Regions from separate parts of the Mus musculus genome. Here regions 1, 2, 3, 5, 6 and 7 are each linked to region 4. A link is a contact called in public Hi-C, HiCAR-type, HiChIP or PLAC-seq, Micro-C and promoter capture Hi-C data. All regions are on one chromosome and are shown on one strand. Each heading gives the region's core, a stretch centred on a gene start, on an enhancer-like site or on the middle of the called end of the contact. The rest is flanking DNA. Distances are from core to core; before and after follow the strand shown. Region 1 has its middle 87 kb from the start of Gm39602. Region 2 has its middle 20 kb from the start of Gm12018. Region 3 has its middle 28 kb from the start of Gm12018. Region 4 holds the start of Meis1 (Meis homeobox 1). Region 5 overlaps Spred2 (sprouty-related EVH1 domain containing 2). Region 6 holds the start of Spred2 (sprouty-related EVH1 domain containing 2). Region 7 has its middle 150 kb from the start of Gm12018.

Region 1 (2,700 bases), core at 164-2,663, 810 kb after region 4:
CTGGCCTCGCCCAGACCTGTACCACCTAGTGAACTTCTCCGCCACTGGCATCATGAGCTGGTGGACCCTCTTGCCCACTGACCTCTCTCCTTCCTTACCTCCATCATCCTCGCTCTCTGCCCTTACCTCTAGTCCCACCAGGAAATGGACAGGGAGCCTGCCTGCCTTGTCACTCCACATCCTCTCTGACCCTAGAGTAGTGGGCCTTGGCTGGCTGTGACCACCATTGGCCCTCTTCCTGACTTCCCACTTTGCTCTAAAGTTTGGTTTTCATCTGAACATCACTTACTACATCATTTGCTTTCTTTAAACACATACACTTCATAATTCCATTAAATACATCAGAGAGCTGACACAGCCCCCTCTGCCTCTGGTCCTCCTTCTCCACTGAGGTTTTGTTTGTTTTGTTTCTGGTGTTTTGTTTTGTTTTGTTTTGTTTTGTTTTGTTTTGTTTTGTTTTGTTTTGTTTTGTTTTGTTTTAATCCTGTTAGCCCATTGTTGAGAGTTGATCTCGTCTTGGTTGTCTTTGCTCTCTGCTTCCTCCTTCTGACCTCCTGTCTCCACTGACCCCTGGGGGCCTGCCTCACTATCCACTGAAATTGCTGGCACAGGATGTCCCTTGTAATGTTAGGAACTGCAGGGCTCTGGACACTCTGGGCCTCTTCGATGACCACGTGACATTTGCGACTATTGTCCTTCCTCACTCCAAGCACCAACCCTCAAGCTTCCAGGGCTCCCCGACGGGTAGCTGGGCTGGAATGTGCCCACTCACAGTTCTGCAGACTTCACATCCCAGAGGCGTGGCATGCCCTCCGCAGCCTAGCACACAGGCAGGGTCCTTCCTGCCCACATCTAAGTAGGGTGCTCTATTTCCCTGGAACATCCTTTCTCATTCTTGAAACTCAGCCCAGAATTTCATTATGGGAAGCTTTCCCTGAAACCCTAGGGTCAAGCAGGGGACCCACGACACAGCTGCTGCCTGGAGGCCTGGAGCTCTGGTCAGCCAATGAAGTGGTAAGAAGTGACTCCAAGTGGCCGCAGGCTAGGCTGCAGAGTTGACCTCCAGGTATCTACTCCTTCAAAGTCCTTCCCCAGCAGGCCCTCTTCCTCCACCTGGCTAAACCTGACTGCGGGTCATCAGGCCTCTCCCACACCTCCTCATTCCCCATTCCCCTGCCCACTGCCCATTATCAGCCACCTCCTTCTCTCCTGCATCCATGCGCCTCTCTGCCTGCCTGCACATGATCCAGCCCTGGCATCCACCCACCCCAAAGGAGCTCGTTCCTCAGCTGGAGGCTTGCAGGCACAGCACCGCAGTGGCATTTAGGCAGGGAGAAGCTGGGGAAGGCCCCTACAGCCCCTGGAAGGCATTCTGGGCTGACACACCCAAAGCAGGGAGGCAGGGCCCTGTCTCAGCAGGGAGCTGAGAGGACAGATCATCCTCACAGGCAGCTGCCGGCAGCTAACCAGAGAGCTCAGCTTGTTCACATTATCACTTCCTCTAGAATGCCTCCTCTCCCACAGAATCATGACAGAATTGCCTCATGGTGCCTGGGGGACTCAACGGGGGTCTTTCTGGAGTAAGTGACCTCCACACTAAGTCGGGAGGCAGATGGATCTTGGGTACTCGTGAGTGCCACTATCATGAGCTGTCCTAGTACTTAGAAATATTTCTGCCTCTTTACCATCTAAACAAAAGAGCAGGAACCTGTAACCCCAGCAGGCAGGCAGGAAGGAGGGAGGGGCATCTTCTACTGCCTACCTAGGTTGAGACTACCCTGGACTACAAGAGGCCAAGTATTGAAAGAAAACTAAGACAAAAACAACCTAGAGACCACAAAAGAGAATGTCAGACAGGTGAGCAAGAACACCTCCCCCACCTCACGCCCCCACGGGCCTTTTGAGAGAAAAAGCCTGAGACCTCAACCAATCTCCCTGAGCACACAGTCTCTTCGATTTGGCAGAGAGGCCTGGAAGCCCTCTAGGGCTGCTGGATGGCTTAAGTAGAACACCTGACAGGAAATGAGCTAGAGACATGGGGTCCCATGCTCCTGCCCAGGCAGCCCCATGATGCTAAGGTGGGACCAAGCTATACTGGGGATCCCTGGTCGGAGGGAACTCTGGCATCCCCTTTGCGTCTCCCAATTGTGAGACGACAGAGGGAGGAGAAAGATCCCTATGGGGTTTGGTTTTGGGAATTTCCCCTCACAGGAACATTTACTGCGGTTGAGCTGAACAAGTGGCTGACGCTTGTTGGTTCACTACCTGCACATTCCGTTTATAAGTCTTACAACCCCCCTCCAGTGGACCGTCCTTTTTACCTTATCCAGCAAAATGCAACACTTCCTCAGACGCTGGTTTACAGACCACATCGCTTGGGTCTATTTCAGTGAAACACTGCTTTGGGATTCTACACCCTTTTCTTCTCGTGTCTTCTCCATGCTGTCCACGAGAGGGAGCCAGCGCGCCTGTTTGTGCCTCTGCTTATAGCGCTGGCTACCAAACAGGCGAAGTAGCTGAGCTCAAACTAATAATCCAGTATTTTCGGAACTCTGGTGAACAGAAATTCTGGAGAACCCTGGAATCTTTGGCAACTTGTTTTAACACAATAGAAATTTGGCAAACATGAAAAGACTTTCAGATCTTTGCCGTCTTGGTTTTCTGTTGTGGGGGTTGGGGGAGGGGTTGGTAGTGGTGGTA
Region 2 (2,700 bases), core at 25-2,524, 900 kb before region 4:
GGAGTATCTTGCATGACACATGTTCTTAGAATCTAAGCTTCCAAGGGCATTGTGTAAAATGACATTGGAATACAAGTAAGAAAATGTTACTTGAGAACGGTTTCCAAGTGAGAAATGCCAACGATCACTGGAATGTGAAGCTGTTATAATTTCTGGATAATCTTTCAAGAAAAGAAAAAGAATTTATTATAGAAAGAAAGTGTTTCTTCTTGAGAAAAAAGCTAGTTAGAGGCCCACATTATGGTTCTGTCTGAGGAAGACTGGGGAAAGCTCCCTAGCATTTCACCAGGATTAACACCTGAGTCTCTGACCTCCTTGAACAAAAGAGTTCATGGCTAGAATAAGGGGAAACATGAGCCTCCTTAAGCTCTTCTTCAGAGCCAAGATCCACATGTAGTGGCAATCTGAATAGTGGCCTGCATATGGAAAAACCTCCATGTTAACTGTTGTCACAGGGATCTAGCTCAATTGAGCAGACTGACATTGACCAAGTCGTGACTATTGATGGGTACCTTATTGATGGCTCTGGAGTAGTGTGACTAATCAAGTCATTGATCTGATTTTTCCTTTAACAAGTCCCATTGCCAAGGTCACACCCATGTGAGGGAAGGAGGCATGGCGTTCTTCTCAAGGTGTTCAGACAGTCAATATTTAGTAGTGTAACACTTTTTTTCTCCACTTTTCCAAGAAGCCTGATCCTTCAGGCCACAGTCCCACTGTAAATACAAATAGCTTCCTGTAACATCATTTGACTAATCTATTGTGCAGAAATCTGAATACTCATGATCAAACTTTCTGCCTTTTGCCAAAGAACTTCTTGTAGGGGAAAGAAAAAAAATCAGAACAGTAACAAAAGCTTCTAAAGAGAACTATATCTTTTCATTCGCCTAAGTCATGGGACAAGGGTTTTCAAGAAATTCCTTTCTTTTTTCTTGGCTACCATCTGAAAAAATTTAGTGCCAGATGGGTGGGAAATGGAGATGTGATTAGGAGTGTATTTGTCTATTTTAAATGTTGGAAATGACCTTAATGCCAGGCATTTCTACTTGCTTGGTTTACAGAGAAGCCTGGCATTTCTGAGGGTGGGTAGTAGAATGGCGACTGTGCACTCACTGCAGTCTGCCGAATCCTTGGAGTGTCTTGCATAAAAGGGTTCTTGTCGCAGGGAGTGCTCACTGGAGCCAAGCCAAGTCCCTGGGGATGTCTAGTGTCTACTACTTACAGAGCTGGCTGTCAGGTTAGTCTTGTGTGTTTGTAATTGACTATGATGTCTGGATGGTGCTAGAATGATTCTAGCCAACGGTTCCTTTCCAAAAGGGTTTTCCTGGCTAGCTCTCCTGTGACAGAAATGCCAATTTGGGCGTTGCCTGGAGACTCCAAAGATGCAGATTCATTTGGCTGAACTCCGGTTGTGAAGCCAAGTGCTACAAAGTGCTGGAAAGACATATGAGAGTCTAAGCTTGAGTCAGTGCTTCCCGCCTCGAAAAATTATATTTTGGCTTCTCTACTTTTTAATGCTATGTTTAATGTTTCAGAGCATATTTAGTAAACATGTCACTAGCGATTGCCAGTTCTTAGTCTCTTCCTGCTCTGTCCTTAATGGTTTTCCCTTTGGAAAACCTTGGGTCAGTGCAGTGGGTTGAATGCGAATATGAATGCATGTGTATTTCATGCTAGACAGATTGGAGATTTGTTTTCACTAGTTCTCCAGTTTATTTATAGCACCCACTCCTTATGAACCCAGCAACTAATACACACATCTTACTTTCCTCAGCAGACTTGGCTACTTCTCTTCTCTTGAGAAAGCTGAACTTATACTTCACATTAATCAGGGCAAGTTAGGAGGGATTAATAGATCTGTGCAAAGTGTGCTTTCCTTTGCTAAACCAGTTAAAAGAGCAGTGTTCTATGTCTGAATCCATGTAGGATTCTGTCAGTTGAGTAGTGAATGTTTTTCTGCAAAATGAGGGCCCCGTATGCTACAAGCCATGCAGACACTTTTGCTAACTTTGTTGGGCATGTTGAGATGTGGGCAACTGTAGAGGAGTTTTAATCCAGCAATAGGGCTGCTCTGGCTGGATTACAGACACACCCTAGTACACATGTTTAATCCCAAACAATGAAGGTAAAGTTAGTTGTAAGAAGGAAGCACCCATGTTTGAAAGTAACTTCTAATTGAGGAGCAGACAAAATGATGAATCAGAGAAAGATTTGACAGAATGTGTTAGAGATAGGATATGCCCACCTCTCACAAGAGACAGGATGGAAGGGCATCTTAAAAGAGTAGCACAGAGAGGAGGACATACTTGGAGAGTTTTACAGAGATGGATTGGACAGAGAACAAGTTAGACACAGGTGAAGACAGAATGAGCCAGAGAATGAGAAGGAGCCAGAAGGTTAGAACAGATTGCCTGAGTTACTTTGAGGACAAGTAGAGCAACCCAGTCAGATGCAGAGAGAGAAGCCAATTTGAGAAGCCATCTAGGAGAAGAGTTTGACCCAGAGCATCTGAGTTAAACCAACCAACAGAGTTCAGAAAGAACTAAAAAAGATGATTGTATTCATCAGTAAGTCTCAGAGGCTGAAAAAATATGAGGTTCAGATCAGATTGTATGGAGGCTAGATGCTTCTAGGACTAAAACTAGGTTAGTAGATGGAGTTAGTAAGCCTCCAAGATGACAAATATGTCAGGCAAATAAA
Region 3 (2,700 bases), core at 196-2,695, 950 kb before region 4:
TGGAAAATAATAGAGGTCAATAGTTAACAGGTAAAACCATCTTTCCTCTATCTGAGCAACTGGAAGGATCTGGGTTCAAGAGTTGGTGACTCAGGTCATCATTTAAGAAGCCCAGAGGGACTTATTTTTGCTTCTTTGGTTTTTCCTCAATCTCTTTTTTCCCTCTATTCAAATATTTTCTTTTCCTCTGAGATACAAAATTAAAAATCATTGGAGGATCACAAAAGCCCAGATGAGGATCGAGGGCATAAAGTTGGTCAAAGGACCTATGGACCTCCTGGTTATAAGAGGTTGCTATGGGCTGGGTACCAACATCCCATAAAAATGTCCTCAAAGGAGATGCTCCCCTTGACCAAGCCTCTCTTTCCATCTGGTGCTCAGAAATATTTGAAACATTTGTCAGGTATTTTACATGATCAGGGGCTGAGCACGAAGTCTGAATTTCCATCTTCTTGTTTAGCACCAATTCAGTACAAAATGTTGTCTGTCTATATGCCAGGAACTTAGTATATTTCACTTGCTGCTTCCCCCAAAGTTTGATTTGAAGAGGTAAGAAATACACATCTTAACTCATGGAAGCTGTGTTCCCCCCTTGACCTTTTCTCTGGCTTCATAATTTTGTTTCCATGTAGTAAACTATGAGATGTTGTATTGGGATTAGTCTAGAGAGATATTTCAGGTTGCAGAAGTAGGTGCTTAGTGCAAGGTAGCCCAACATTTAATACCAAGTTTAGATCTCATAGATTTGTTGTTGGTAATAGTTGATTGGTGCCCAAAATAAAATCCCTACTACGGTGAGTTCTGATAGTTTCAATGAGGCCCAGGGTAGAAAAATTCATTTGGTAGCATAACCCAGCATATGTATTATATGTGCACACTCAAATATCTATCTATCTATCTATCTATCTATCTATCTATCTATCTATCTATCTATCTATCTATCTATCTATCTATCTATCATCTATATTTATATATGTATTATTACAAATATGAACATATTGATACATGAGACGTGAACAGAACTGATATATAGTTAAGGAAAGTTGTATCAAATATGAGTCTATTAAAATATATATGTACTATAAATATACTGTATTGCATGTTTTACTGTATTTCAAGGGTTTTAAAAGTTAACTAGAGACCCGAATATAGGGAAGTATTTAATGTTATTACTCAACTTTGCTTTAAAAAATACAGAAAGGCCAGTGGCTGTGTTTGGATTAATTCCTGATTTCAGGCCATTTGGATGCTAAGGGGGCAGTAGAAAAAACTCTTTCTTCATTTCTTTTACACTTTCAAATGTCCTGAATTCTACTAACATGCACTACCTAGAGGAATGATGCAAAGTCCTTGAACCTGCATCACACAAAAGGTTGCATCTGTGTGACTCTCTTGATCTCTTCTTGCTTGAAGGCTCTGCGGTTCACAATCTTTTATCTGGTGCCTGAATTCTTGTGGAAGCTGTCTCTCTTCATGTACTCTCTGTATGACCTCAACATTCCTAGGACTGTGAATGTTGCTTCGGAAGTTTCTCTAAAATGTTGGCAGACTTCCTGAATTTAGAAACACTTACTGTTGCACTATGTTTCTATTGTTCCTATCGTGACTTTTTTATGAAATAAAGGCCTGCTATTGCTGTTTTATTTTTAATTTCCCCTTGTTTTGAAGCAGGTTTAATTCCTTTAATGAACATTAGCCCCTTTTGGTTTGGAGAGGCACAGCCTTTGTTGGCTTTAAGGCCTCCCAGGGAGAGAGAAGTCTAGGTTTTCATTATCCTAACCTTTTAGTTGTAAGGTCTCTATTTGTGAGAACATCACAGAAACCTCATTGCCTACTCCACAGTCTATTTTGAGTGTTTCACAAAGGCACGGGGGCAGCTAAGTGTAGTGAAAGGACCCCAGTCACAGCCTGAAGTTCAACCAACGTTGTATTGGTTTCATAGCTCAATTGCCAAAATGAGTCACTTCTGAATTTTCTCCATTTGTCTGTGAAGAACAGATGCAGCCTTTGGCTTAGTAATCCAAGTGAATGCCTTGGCAGAGAATATTTAGAGACACAGAGATTTGCTATAGAACTCATAGGTGAGAGTGTAGGGAACTTTGTTCTTTCAGTCCAGTAGCAGCTCAGCTAGTGTTTTATATGGCACAAACCTCACATGTTTATTTACAGTGAGATGTGCAAGTGCCCTACGGCTGGAATCTTTATATAGGCAAGACAAGTGTGCACCCTCAGTATTGAAGATGGTGTGAGGCTACTTTATACATACTAGTTCCTTGATAATGCCAAGGCCATCCATACATCCACCTTCAAAGGGATTCAGACAGCTTGTTGACTGAGCCCTCCTTTCCTCTAGACAGCCAATGAACTGTGAGAAAGAATGATGTTGTCTGTTCTTCACTGCTGTTGTGAAGGAGCTAGAAGGAAGACAAAACATAGTGTCTAGTGAACTGCAAAACGGCTTCTAAAATGTTAGCCATGTAACCTTTGTAACCAAATAGGTGTGCCTGACCAAAGTGTCCTTCACTTCTGATTAGTATTTTCTCTCACTTTTCTATTACAGATTTTGTGACATTAAGTGTAGAAAACTGTTGAAAGTCAGAAAAGCACTATAAAAAAGGAGGAGAGGGACTAAAGGAAAGTACTAATGCCAGCACAGAGGGGACAAGTCTTTGGTTGCTTTGTGGTGCAGTCTTTTCCAAA
Region 4 (2,700 bases), core at 53-2,552:
TTAGCTAAGGAAAAAATCTACAAACTTATTATCTTGCATAAAATCCCATGCAAATTAAAATTACTTTTATAAAAGGAATGTTTTTCCAACCAAAAATTCACTGCACCAGGACATTACTTAGCGGAAAATGCTCCCCATTTCTACTGATACTGAAGATGAATATAATCGATAATGAGGCAAAAGTTCTCAGCTGTTCATTTTCATTAAACATAGCTTTAAACTTTTGGTCCCTAAATGCTTAAATTACAGCACTGGATATGAAGCATCTTCCCCCTTGTCTTTTTTATCTTTTAAAACAGGTGATTCCTTGAGCTTGTATTTTTATTTATATAGCTGTTGGCTAGGAATCTATAGACAACTTGATCACTTGAATTAACCACAAGAAACATGCATAAGGCTGCAAACGCATTAAGTAAAACTGTCGATTTAGGCCGCGGCTTTAGGATCCTCATTCAAAAAGAGAGAAAGAAAAGAGGAAACTTAGTAGCAGTGTCTTTCAGCCACGTTTCAATTTAATCTCACATTTGACTTCCACAATTGCTTTTAATACGTACCCTTTGCGCCATCGGCCTCTCTGGCTCCCTTCCTACTTCAACTTCTAATATATCCTCTTTAAGGCCAGTGTGAAAAGAAACAAATATGCAAACTCCCCCGGAAAAAAAAATAAAGCACAACAATAACAAAAAAAAATCCCTTTGCGTCTCCAGCAGTGTGAATTACTGGTCCCAGATCTTCGGTCTACCGGACCTGAAGCAAGGCGCCCGCGTCGCTGAGCATAAAAGCGCTCTGGTTCCACCAAGACAGCAGTGGGAGGGGAAAAAAAAAGCAGATCTTCTCTCCCCCCCAAAAAAATCAGTTTAAAAAAAAAGAAAGAAAAGAAAAGAAAAAGAAAAAAAAAAAAGAGCGCCCCTCAGACCCAACTACCAAATCTCATGGCTTTCTGCCACTCCAGCTGTCAATCACAGGCGAGGTTGTCAACGTGGTGAATGAATGATCGTCCGTTCTGTCTTCTTCTGGTCAGAACACCTCAAATGTTAATATTCAAATGCACAAAGCCCTAGCGCCCGCTTTCCTTGAATCAGTCCTAATTCCTAATCAGTTTCTCTCTTCTCTCGCTCTCTTTCTCTTTCTCTCTCCCTCTTTGCAACTGCTGCACTGAAGGGAGATTAGAGAGGAGGGTTAAAAAAATGTCTGTCTGAGTTTGTCTTAAAGGAGCCACGATCGATGCTGCCCGCTTGCAGTCGCCGTGCGTGTGTAAAGTGTGTGTTGCACAGGCGGAGAGGTGGATTCCGACCAGAATGCTAGAACCCGGAAGTAGTGGTGGCCATAACAGGTCGCGTCTTACACAATGCATTGGGCTGCAGCAAGTAGGCTCCTCGGCAGGGGTGGGTGCGCGAAGCGAGCTCTGGCCGCACTGGAGAGGCAGAAAGACACTCCACAAATTCGCACGCCCAGGCACTAACACCACACACCCAGGGCACATGCACACAAATACAGGCTGCAGCTCCCAACCCGCCGGCTTTACGTCCCCTTCCAGCCTCTCTTCCCAAAGCGGACGCTTGAAATAAATCGGGAATAAACGTAGGGCAGGCAGATGCCGGAGTTAATTCGCTCAGGGCTCCGCTCATGAAAGACTTCAAGACTTTCCTCGAAATTATTGGGGTCTGCCAGTATTTTTCGGGGTGGGGGTGATGCCAAAAGTACTGGATTCTCTGCTAGACTCCCGGAGGAGAAAAGTCAAAGCCAGAGCAAGAAGAGGAGCTGGAACTGGACTGGAAAAGGTTCCGCTCGAGAGTCCTGAGAACGTGGGGTAGCGGTCGCCCGGGCGTTCTGCAGACTCAGCTTAGAGGTTTTCTTTTCTTTTCTTTTTTTTCTTTTGGTTTGGGTTTTTTCTTTCTTTCTTTATTTTTTTTTCTCCCCCCGCTGTCAGAAGTGGACGTAGGGCCGGAGGAAAGGAAATGCTTGCATTTTGTCACTTTGAGTCCGGACGTCCCCACCTCCTCTCTTGCAGCCCTCAGCCCCAGCCGCCGCGCGAAGTGAGGGAGGAAGGGAGGGAACAATGAGCCGAGCGCCGGGAATGTGCCCCCAGCGCTTGTTTACAAACACCGAGCTATTTATGACCGCTGGAGAACGAAACTCAACGCGGGCACCAAGCAGCCAGACCTTGCGGGCGGCCGGGGCCTGGGAGCCCCGGGACCCGAGGCTCTTTCTCGATTGCGCTACCGGCAAGTTTAGCCGTGCGCCCGGGGCGCGGCGAAGCTGCAGAGCTCCGCTGCGCTGCGGCTGGGGCTGCCTTTGTCTGGGCGACGCCGAGGGGCTCCAGCCTCGGCCTTGCTCGGGCCTGGAGACGCTGCGCTCCCTCCCACCCCCCACCCCCAGCTCTTTCAGCGGCGACGCCCGGAGCCGGCCTCCCAGACCTCCATCTCTCAATTTGTCTATCTCCGAACCCAGCCCCGTGAAAGCTCCCAGTTCCAGAGAAAAAGAAATCCACTTCGGAAGCTGAGATTTCAGACAAAAGCTGACCCTGCCCACAACTTAAAGTCTCCAACCAGCCAGTGGTTTTTAACTTTCTCTCTTGAAATACCACACCCTGGACTTAAAATTGTTTTTTGAGTCTTTTTATTCTCACTCTTCAGCTACTCTATCTAGTGGGGGTTATTTTACTCTTTATGTTTCTGCGCCCGGCTCTCGTGGCTTAGA
Region 5 (2,700 bases), core at 77-2,576, 970 kb after region 4:
CAGCACATGTAGCGTATTCAGTTTATTCTAAAAACATTCCATGCTCTGCGTGTGTGTGTGTGTGTGTGTGTGTGTGTGTGTGTGTGTGTGTGTGTACTCGCATGTGCGGCGCATGCACATTCTAGGCAAACACCCTGCCACTGAGCCCATTTTCTTCCATTTTCAAAAGACTTCAATAGGACTCCCTTACCCTGGGAGTTTTATGATTGCGTAGTAACTCCATGCTGAGTGAAGGAGCTGGGCCTGTGGTGTTGTCATGGGTCTTGGTGGCTTCTGGTCTTTTTCTATTAAATGTATTCTGTTGGATTTTTACTACTACAAGTTTTCTGCTTCTGCAAGATGTTTCAGTAGCGTGTGTTTGCTAAAGCCCTTGGCAACACTAAGGGACTGTAAAGCCAATTAAAAAAAAAAATAATACAGAAGTTGTAAAGAGACCTCAAAAGCCCTTTGACTCCCCCCCCCCCTGCTGCATATGAAGAGGCTGTGGCTCAGTAGTAGATTCAAAGAGTCACACCCAGTTGTGAGAAGAGGATGTGTTACCAGGTCTAGTTAGACTAATAAATGCCAAATGGAATGACCTCTGTTGAGGAGGAACAGCCCAGATGGCCCCTCACCCCCCTCCAGCTGTTGCTCTCTCCTGGAGTTGGGCTGTTAGTAATTCCTCTTCACTTAAAATTCCTTCACAGTTGTTACCTAAGCCAGTAAATCTTAAAATCCCAACAGCACCGATCCAGGGACTTTTCCCACAACATGGAGCCCTTGTTTGTAAACTGTGGACAGCGGTGGGGAACCGCCCTTCCTCGGTCCTGGGGGGTCAGTAACCTTGAACGGTCCCTTTTCTCCCGGAATGAGGAGTCCCACTCAGTCCTGTTCTTTCTAGCGTAAAAGGAGCGTGGAACTAAGTTGCCTAATGTCCCGTCACCACATGATTGGATAACTACCAACTTGGCTGCCTCCTAGCCAGTGTCTGCTGAGGAGTGGAGATTTAGCCCCCACTGCAGAGCAGATACCTTGAAAATAGGACATTATTGCTTATCTTTCCCTCTGTAGTAAAGGAGATGACAGAACTCAGAACCAAGGTGAAAGAGCACAAAATGAAACACTAACTCTTGCCGCCTGAAAGGACACTCTACGGGTGGCTCTGACTAGAATATAAAGTGAGGCTCGTAAAAACCCTGCCTGTGGCCTGTGGGCCCTGGCTCTCCTTCCTTCCTGTGGGCTACGTTATCACCTTTTGTTTGGGAGAGATCTTAAGCTGGGCTGGCCTGTAAAAGAGTTTGTAGGTTTTGAATTTGGTAAAGTCATTTCCTGACCTTTTGACCTTGGAGGAGGGCGGGGTAGCAGGAGAAAGAAATCCATCTGTGGACTGGGCAGAAGTAGTCAGACTGTTCGGGGCATTATTGATGAAGTATAAACCTAGATTTCACACTCCCTGGCCACCGTCAGCTGGTTTCTTGCTGACACTCCACTTCCTTTGCTTTCTCCAATAATGAGGGCAAAAGCAAAAAAACAAAAAATAGTCAAGAGAAGAAGGTGGCTGTGGGTCGGAGCCCTGGGTTGGAGATTATTAACTTTAAGCAACTCCCTTTGCTGTTTGTGTTTTAAAGAACTGATTTTGTTTTATTGCTGATGCGCTTAATGGGGGTGGGAACCATTCTGGTCGGTGGCCTTGAGGTTTAAACAGGACCAGGAATATGGTTTGTGCAAGAGTGAAGGGAAAACCCGAGAGCTTGATTGATTACTTTCAGGTAAAAACAGGAGGGAGAGTTTTCTCAGGGCGGGGTCGGTTTGTCTTCAGCCGGAAATCCCTTAGATCTTGGTTAATTATGAACGCTGACCCCAGGCTCCGCCGAGCAGACCGACAATAAAGGCAGAGTCCTAAACAAACCTCCGTTCAGGTTTGACCCTTTGACCTCCCAGGGCTCTCTTGTCCCCAAAATTTTCAAAGTAGTCACCCTGACACTCACCCCTTTAGGGCACATACTTAGTCTATAAGAGTTAGATACATTCTCCCCCCCCCCCAAAAAAAAAACTAAATAAAGCTTATTTCCAAAACTACTGATGTCAAAATTGTTATGTTTTAGTGGTTTTTGGACAAAAAGTCTGAGCTACCTCCAATTGGTGTTTTGAATGTTAACAAACTATTACAATAAAATGTTTATGTGGTTTCCCAAAAGTGCCCGTGTTAGCATTTTAAAAGGTCGTGAATAATGCTGTACACTTAACAACATGGCAGACACAGCAGAGGCCTGGTGTCTTGTGGGCCTGGAGTAACTGCGGCCAGTGGCCTGGAAATCACAGTACAGAGGGGTGCTGAGGAGGAAGGAGCAGCATCCAGGGTGGAGCACTGTGCTGGCTGGGAGGAAGCCTGACATGGCCTCGTCATGCGCCCACCTAGGGTGGGGCCAAGGGTTATTTGGTGCTTGGTTCTAAAGAGAATTTTTTCTCTTTTCTTTTCCTTTTCTTTCATTTTCTTTTTTTAACCTTTTCTTTTAAAAAGGATTCTTGATTTTTTTTTTAAAATAATTCTTGAATTCCATTGAATTTTTGTTTGTTTGTTTGTTTTTTAAAAACTGTGGTTTGCATGTGCTTTTGGATCTGGATCTGTTGTTGCCAGAGCGGCTCACAAGCTTAACTTCCTGGAGCAAGTGTTTCCGACTCAGTAGTGATTACAGGTGCAGTCAGCGGCCCACAGCTGAG
Region 6 (2,700 bases), core at 152-2,651, 910 kb after region 4:
TGTAATTGGTGTCATCCATGTCAAGTGAAAACATGGTGCCCCCTTCAAAAATTGAAATGGATTTTAATATCGCAAATTCAGATTCCAGGCAAATCCACAAGTTGAGCCCTGGGTGCAATCCTGCTCGTTGTCTAGATGGTGCATAGGTCCTCTCAGAAAACCTCAGGCAGGTCCTAGGCCATGGTAGGAAAAATAATTTAAAGAGAGGTATGAAGAGATGGCTCGCAGTTAAGATCTTCCATAAGACTGTGGTTTAATTCCTAGGACCTACACAGAGGCTAGCAACCAGTTCCAGGAGATCCAACAGCCTCTCCTCTCTGCCCACAAATGGTGCTGACATGCATGGATGCATCCTCCTTCTGCCCCCGCACATTCAAAAAGAAAGAAGGAAGGAAAGAAAGAGAGAGAGAGGGGGGGGGAGGGAGGGAGGGAGGGAGGGAGGGAGAGAGAGAGGGAGAGAGAGAGAGAGAGAGAGAGAGAGAGAGAAAGAAAGAAAGAGAGAAAAAGGAAGGGAAGGGAAGGAAAGGGAAGGGAAGGGAAGGGAAGGGAAGGGAAGGGAAGGGAAGGGAAGGGAAGGGAAGGGAAGGGAAGGGAAGGGAAGGGAAGACGGGTCGGGGGTGGAGTAATGAGTTCCTGGGTCTCTCTTTGGCCAAACCCCATCAAAGGTAGTAATCTGTGACCCAGTAAACTAAGAGTAGACTTCTAAGAGCTGGAGACAAGAAACGTTATTCACAGACTGGATAATTTACTTTGGTGTTACCTTTAAACTTCATCTCTGCCTGCAATGCCAAAGTTTTATGGCTGTTTGCCTTTTGTTTTCTGCGTACATATTTTTAAAAATATGCCCGCTCTAGGTGGGCATGGTGTTGCATGACAGTAATCCCATCGTGTGGAGGCCAGCGGAGGCCACCTGCACTGCCCCCAACCCCCACCCCGCAGTGTTTCTCCAAACCCAAACTCTCTGGCAACATCTAAACTCCTCCCCATCTCCGCCCTCCGCCACCTCCCCCCTTGATTTTTAATCCGAAGGTTTGGAAGGAGGGAGGGACAAAACGGGAGCCAGATGTGCTCTTGTCTTCGGCTCCCGCCTCCTCCCTCTTGGGCTTCCTAAAACCCGGAGCACCGGAGACAAGGATTCGGATCCTGACAAACGCAGTGCCAACCATGCTGTTCCGAGGCTCCTCCCTGACTGGAAGCTAGCGGGAGGGGGAGTAGAAGAGGGGCACGCTCAGTAGGCGGGACAAAGTGTTTTGTGAGTGTGTTTTTTTCCTCTCTCTCTCCTCTCTCTCTTTTATTTTGGTCGCAAGTAGGAAGCTTTTTGCACTCCACCACCTCTGGCCGCTGGGAAGACGTCATCGCTTCCGCCCTACTTCCTCCTCCTGTTGGCGGCGCTGAGAATCCAATATGGAGTAAATCGGTGGAGTGGCGAGATGGGGCTCGGACGGGGCGCCCTGCACCGCCTCCCAGGCGCATCTCCCCCGGCCGCCGAGCACTACCCGGAACCCTGATTGGCCCGGTCCCCGGGGGCGACCCCGGCCCGGCCCCAGCGCAGCCGACTGCCCGCCCGCCGCCCGGAGCGTGCTTGTTTTTCTGCTGCTCTCCCCCTCCGGGTCCCCTTCCCAAATCTCGCCTCTGCACCCCCTCAGAGCCCCGGGGCCGTGCCCGGCCGGCCCACGGCGTCCGCTGCCTGGTGTGCCCCTTCCCAGACCTCGCCCTGATCTCGGGGCTCTCCATTTCCCCGCCTGCCTCGGCGCCCCCTTCATCTCTAGCTCCCCCCCTCCACCACCAAATCAGGAGATGTCGGAGATGTGAAGAAGGGGGGCGAGCGCACAGGAAGATGAAGGGAGCCAGGCTGCATGCCGCGGGACAGGCGTCTAGGTGAACAAGAAAATGACCGAAGAAACACACCCGGACGAGTAAGTTAGCCGCGGGTGGGACGCGGGTGCCCGGAGGGGTGGTGTGGGGGCCGCCGCCAAGGACGCAGGAGGGGACTCGTCGGAGGAACTTGGCCTGGGGTGCAGCCGCTGGCTGAGCTGTCGGGGCTATGCGCGAGGCTCTTGACTTGGCTGGGGGAGACGGCAGAAACCGCCTGGGGTCTGCAAGTCCAGGTCGCAGCCCGGGCCAAGGGCGCGCAAATGACCTCGGGGCGGTCCTCGGGCTGCGGGAGCGGAAGCTCTGACGCCCTCCACGCGGGGCATCCCGGGGTCGATGGGTCTGTGTGCATGGTGACTTTGTGACTCCTGGCACTGCTGCCCTCCCATAGCCCTCTCCGGAGCCCTCTGGGGCCCGGGCTCCGCCATTTCGTTTTCTTGAATCGCTCTCATTTGCATACCACATTTTCATTCATAAAAACACGGAGGAGTTGGGGGAGGGCCAGTCGGGCTCGGCACAGGGTCAGTGCGCCCGGGTCCTCGCAGCGGCCAGAGCGCGGGAGCAGCCTGCCGAGTCCCGGCGCGCGTGAGTGTGTGCACGCGCGTGTGGGCCGGCACACGCGCCCCGCGGTGTCGGGGCAGCACTGGGGGCGGATCCGAAGCGTGTGCAGCGAGGGCGGGAGAGCGTGCGGGGAAGCGCGCTCCTGGCATGTATGTGAGGGAGAGCGCGTGCCCGTGCGTGTGCCCGGCCCGCAGGCCCGAGGGGAACAAAGCTCTCGGTGCTTAGTCAGAGGTGCTTGTGCTCGCCCCTCGGGGAGACCCGGGCTTG
Region 7 (2,700 bases), core at 142-2,641, 770 kb before region 4:
CTGGAGGCTCCAGGGAGTTTAGATGTCAGGTGTGGTAGGGGGTGGGGGCATCCACATGGAGAGGGGATGGTGTGGGGAAAAGATGTGGAATGCAGAGCAGTTGGGGAGTAGATGGGGAGAGGTGGGGAATATGGAGTGTAAAAAATGAATTACAAATAAAATTAAATTAGAAACAAAAATTGGCCACTTTTTTTGAAGTTATTAACCAGTAAGATCCCATAGACTTCTAAATGTTCACAGTCATGCCAGTGTTCATAGTTGCTCTCAAGACTCTGATAAGACAGAGGGTTCCCAGGTATAATAACCAGTGACCTAGCAAGACATGTCTACAACTGTAATAGTGGCATGAATGCCGAGGGAGTAAACAGCTAATTTCTGATTGTATTTAAGTTCTGCTCCAAAAAAGCCAACCCATATTTGTCACTGGCACTGGACCAGGACCTATGACTAAATATGTCATTGGTCCTGAGGTGGCAAGGGGTGTGTTTACATTCTACTGTTAGTCTGCATGTTGGTTAGTTTTTGTCAACTTGACACAAACTAGAGTTACTTGCGAATGCAATATCTCAGTTGAGAAATAGTCTCTATCAACTTGACCTGTGGTGTACTTTTTTAATTAATGAGTGATAGAAGAAGCCCCAGTCTACTATAGGACATACCATCCCCAGGCAGATGGCCATGGATTGTGTAAGAAAGCAATCTGAGCAAGCAAACTTGCAATCAGCTTTCCTCCATGGTCTCTGCTTCAGATCCGGCTTCCAGGTTCTTGCTTTGGCTACCCTTGATGATGGACTATAATTTGCAAACCAAGAACTGCTGACTTGCTTTGGACCACAAAGCTAGCTTTTGGAAACATCTATAAAGACCCCTGTTTCATGTTAGCTTTGGTAATACTTAACCTCTCTATCAAACAACTCTCAAAGAAGTTTTTGCTGTTTCCTATGCATCATGTTAGCTGTTTAAAGATGCTGTAAGAAAGCCACAGTGTGCCTTCAAGCAGAAGAGAAGTGATACCTCAGAGTTTTACAGAGTAGAGATCCAAAGTCATGATGCTAGCAGGGCCAGGTTCCTTCCCAAGGCTCTAGGCAGAGTAAGTCATTCTTTTTTGTATTGTAGATGCATTACTCTAGCTTTTGTTCCTGCTGTCACATATTACTGTCTTTACATTGTCTTCTTTCCTATAAGCATGCTAGTCTGAGTGAATTAAGGTCCCACCTTATTTCAGTATGACATCATCTTAACTAATTACATCTGAAGTGACCCAGAGTTAAGGTCACATTTGGAGGCACTGAGGAGCAAGGCATTCTCAACCTCTGTTTTCCTGGAGAGGACTAGGCACAGAATTTACTTTATAACATGTGAACCAAAGGCCCTGGAGACACAAATGTGACTGGTAAACCACATTCTTCTGGACTGTCCTAAATTGATGCCCCTAACAATTCATCCTGTCATCTTAATTGAAAAGAAAGGAGTTTGGCAATCAGAAATACAAGACAGGAGTTCTTAGACTGTTTCAAACTTTCTTTCTAACCCAGCTTATCATATCCAGGTATAGAATGGTAGCTCTAGTCCATTGTTCTAGGATCCCCCCCCCCCCCAGTATAATGTGAGCCTGGCTGGCTTCACAGCCCTTCATCACTGACTGAGCAGAGAGGATCACGGTGGCTAATGGAAACACACTGCAGCTCTTTCTAATTTGTTTAGCTAAACTGTATTAGTCATGCTGAAAGTTTTATTATCAGAGTCAAATACAGGAAGCTGGAGCAGACATGCTCTATTTTTAAAAATTAAAGCAGTTTTTAAAATAAGCTTGGCTTATTGATTAGCTAATTTTCTAAACAAGAGGCTCATTCCCTTTAATCCTCAGCATTACTGTAAATTCTGTTTCCGCCTAGGGGCCATATTGCTTCAAATAAGATTAACACACACACACACACACACACACATACACACACACCTTATGTTAGGCTTTTGCTTTAAAATCACCTTTGCTAAGATATCACTGAATTTATTCAAAGAGATACAGCCCTGGGTTCCTACAGAACCTTGCTATGATTTTATTCATGAGCAGAAAGCAAACATCTATGTTCATAAATATCATTTTTTTAATATAGTCTAAACAAAAAGTTGGGAGCAACTATTCTGTCATTTCTGTGGCAGTCCCTCATGTGCCCAGCTTCTTGCTCCATCCAGCCTTTAGGCGGAGAGGGACCTTAAGAGTTAATGATCTAACTTGGAAACTGCTTTCTAAATAACAGTATTTGGTCATAGATTCCATATCATGCTGTTAACAAGTACAGTTTGTCATACCGTATGCAGTGCTCATGTTGTAAGCCCCAATAGTCTACTGCATCATAGTGAGGAACAAGCAGGCAATTTCTTCTTACCTTACATTTAAAAATAAAATACCTTATTACTTTTGTCCTCAATTAATTCTTTCCTCAAAGTAAAGGTTATGAGCTATTGGGTAGGTCAAAATTTCTCATACTACAACAGCAGAAAGAAAACCTATCTCAGATAAACTGTCCCAAAGGTAAATGCTTTAGGTTCAATGAATTCAGTATATGATAAACAGTAAAGAAAATGGTGGAAAGGGTTCTATCCTCTTATCTGAGACTTGACAAAGTCTTTATATTTGAAAGTAATAATTTTATCTTTACTTCTGGAATTTATTTGGGATAAAGCAAATCTAGTAGATGC

The links. Promoter capture Hi-C pulls out the DNA fragments that hold promoters and counts their contacts. Hi-C and Micro-C count contacts between places; a contact is called where the count stands out from the background. HiCAR-type assays count read pairs that join an accessible place to other places. HiChIP or PLAC-seq counts read pairs in DNA pulled down with a chosen protein or histone mark.
Region 1: a promoter capture Hi-C map of embryonic stem cells shows a contact between it and region 4, with 5 times the contacts expected there. The contact joins the enhancer-like site here to the promoter of Meis1 in region 4. A contact is called at or near these places in 8 of 39 promoter capture datasets (the 3T3-L1 cell line, embryonic stem cells, hippocampal neurons and 3 more), 9 of 484 Hi-C or Micro-C datasets (the N1E-115 cell line, embryonic stem cells, gonadal supporting cells and 3 more), 15 of 115 datasets of contacts at active chromatin or transcription factors (the NIH/3T3 cell line, astrocytes, craniofacial prominence and 10 more) and 2 of 9 other capture datasets (embryonic stem cells and liver).
Region 2: a contact with region 4 is called in an H3K4me3 HiChIP or PLAC-seq map of neural progenitor cells, with 19 read pairs. The contact joins the enhancer-like site here to the promoter of Meis1 in region 4. A contact is called at or near these places in 7 of 39 promoter capture datasets (the 3T3-L1 cell line, the C10 cell line, cranial neural crest and 4 more), 1 of 484 Hi-C or Micro-C datasets (cerebellum), 11 of 115 datasets of contacts at active chromatin or transcription factors (acute myeloid leukemia, cardiomyocytes, craniofacial prominence and 7 more) and 3 of 9 other capture datasets (adipose tissue, embryonic stem cells and pancreatic islet).
Region 3: a Hi-C map of adipose-derived mesenchymal stem cells shows a contact between it and region 4, with 3 times the contacts expected there. The contact joins the enhancer-like site here to the promoter of Meis1 in region 4. A contact is called at or near these places in 6 of 39 promoter capture datasets (the 3T3-L1 cell line, hippocampal neurons, liver and 1 more), 2 of 484 Hi-C or Micro-C datasets (adipose-derived mesenchymal stem cells and myocytes), 4 of 115 datasets of contacts at active chromatin or transcription factors (astrocytes, bone marrow-derived macrophages, embryonic forebrain and 1 more) and 2 of 9 other capture datasets (liver and pancreatic islet).
Region 5: a contact with region 4 is called in a Micro-C map of embryonic stem cells, with 8 times the contacts expected there. The contact joins the enhancer-like site here to the promoter of Meis1 in region 4. A contact is called at or near these places in 2 of 39 promoter capture datasets (embryonic stem cells and liver), 1 of 484 Hi-C or Micro-C datasets (embryonic stem cells) and 2 of 115 datasets of contacts at active chromatin or transcription factors (astrocytes and embryonic stem cells).
Region 6: a contact with region 4 is called in a HiCAR-type map of astrocytes, with 4 times the contacts expected there. The contact joins the promoter of Spred2 here to the promoter of Meis1 in region 4. A contact is called at or near these places in 3 of 39 promoter capture datasets (cranial neural crest, embryonic stem cells and liver), 14 of 484 Hi-C or Micro-C datasets (LSK cells, Sertoli cells, adipose-derived mesenchymal stem cells and 8 more), 10 of 115 datasets of contacts at active chromatin or transcription factors (the NIH/3T3 cell line, astrocytes, embryonic forebrain and 4 more) and 2 of 9 other capture datasets (adipose tissue and embryonic stem cells).
Region 7: a Hi-C map of the N1E-115 cell line shows a contact between it and region 4, with 7 times the contacts expected there. The contact joins the enhancer-like site here to the promoter of Meis1 in region 4. A contact is called at or near these places in 4 of 39 promoter capture datasets (the 3T3-L1 cell line, hippocampal neurons and liver), 1 of 484 Hi-C or Micro-C datasets (the N1E-115 cell line) and 2 of 115 datasets of contacts at active chromatin or transcription factors (bone marrow-derived macrophages and differentiating embryonic stem cells).

Annotation. Positions count from the first base shown.
Region 1 is chr11:19,828,383-19,831,082 of GRCm38.p6, forward strand. No RefSeq gene overlaps it. Among named protein-coding and RNA genes, the nearest start is that of Gm39602, 87 kb to the left of the region's middle. Within about 2 kb of position 1,414, at least 77 of the 459 cell types and tissues checked have an H3K27ac peak or open chromatin away from gene starts, as enhancers often do. A contact at or near this core is called in the N1E-115 cell line, embryonic stem cells, hippocampal neurons and 2 more, where this site is marked.
Region 2 is chr11:18,114,592-18,117,291 of GRCm38.p6, forward strand. No RefSeq gene overlaps it. Among named protein-coding and RNA genes, the nearest start is that of Gm12018, 20 kb to the left of the region's middle. Within about 2 kb of position 1,275, at least 26 of the 459 cell types and tissues checked have an H3K27ac peak or open chromatin away from gene starts, as enhancers often do. A contact at or near this core is called in cerebellum, neural progenitor cells and stem cell-derived neural progenitor cells, where this site is marked.
Region 3 is chr11:18,066,311-18,069,010 of GRCm38.p6, forward strand. No RefSeq gene overlaps it. Among named protein-coding and RNA genes, the nearest start is that of Gm12018, 28 kb to the right of the region's middle. Within about 2 kb of position 1,446, at least 22 of the 459 cell types and tissues checked have an H3K27ac peak or open chromatin away from gene starts, as enhancers often do. A contact at or near this core is called in adipose-derived mesenchymal stem cells, where this site is marked.
Region 4 is chr11:19,017,667-19,020,366 of GRCm38.p6, forward strand. It overlaps Meis1 (Meis homeobox 1), which reads right to left and starts at 1,303. Exons shown (of 12, transcript NM_010789.3): 1 at 555-1,303. The coding sequence starts at 566. It overlaps Gm16141 (a long non-coding RNA gene), which reads left to right. Exons shown (of 3, transcript XR_381070.4): 3 at 1-664.
Region 5 is chr11:19,986,090-19,988,789 of GRCm38.p6, forward strand. All of the region lies in intron 1 of Spred2 (sprouty-related EVH1 domain containing 2), which reads left to right. Among named protein-coding and RNA genes, the nearest start is that of Gm39603, 49 kb to the right of the region's middle. Within about 2 kb of position 1,327, at least 150 of the 459 cell types and tissues checked have an H3K27ac peak or open chromatin away from gene starts, as enhancers often do. A contact at or near this core is called in astrocytes, embryonic stem cells and liver, where this site is marked.
Region 6 is chr11:19,923,041-19,925,740 of GRCm38.p6, forward strand. Spred2 (sprouty-related EVH1 domain containing 2) reads left to right here and starts at 1,402. Exons shown (of 6, transcript NM_033523.4): 1 at 1,402-1,916. The coding sequence starts at 1,891.
Region 7 is chr11:18,244,605-18,247,304 of GRCm38.p6, forward strand. No RefSeq gene overlaps it. Among named protein-coding and RNA genes, the nearest start is that of Gm12018, 150 kb to the left of the region's middle. Within about 2 kb of position 1,392, at least 1 of the 459 cell types and tissues checked has an H3K27ac peak or open chromatin away from gene starts, as enhancers often do. A contact at or near this core is called in the N1E-115 cell line, where this site is marked.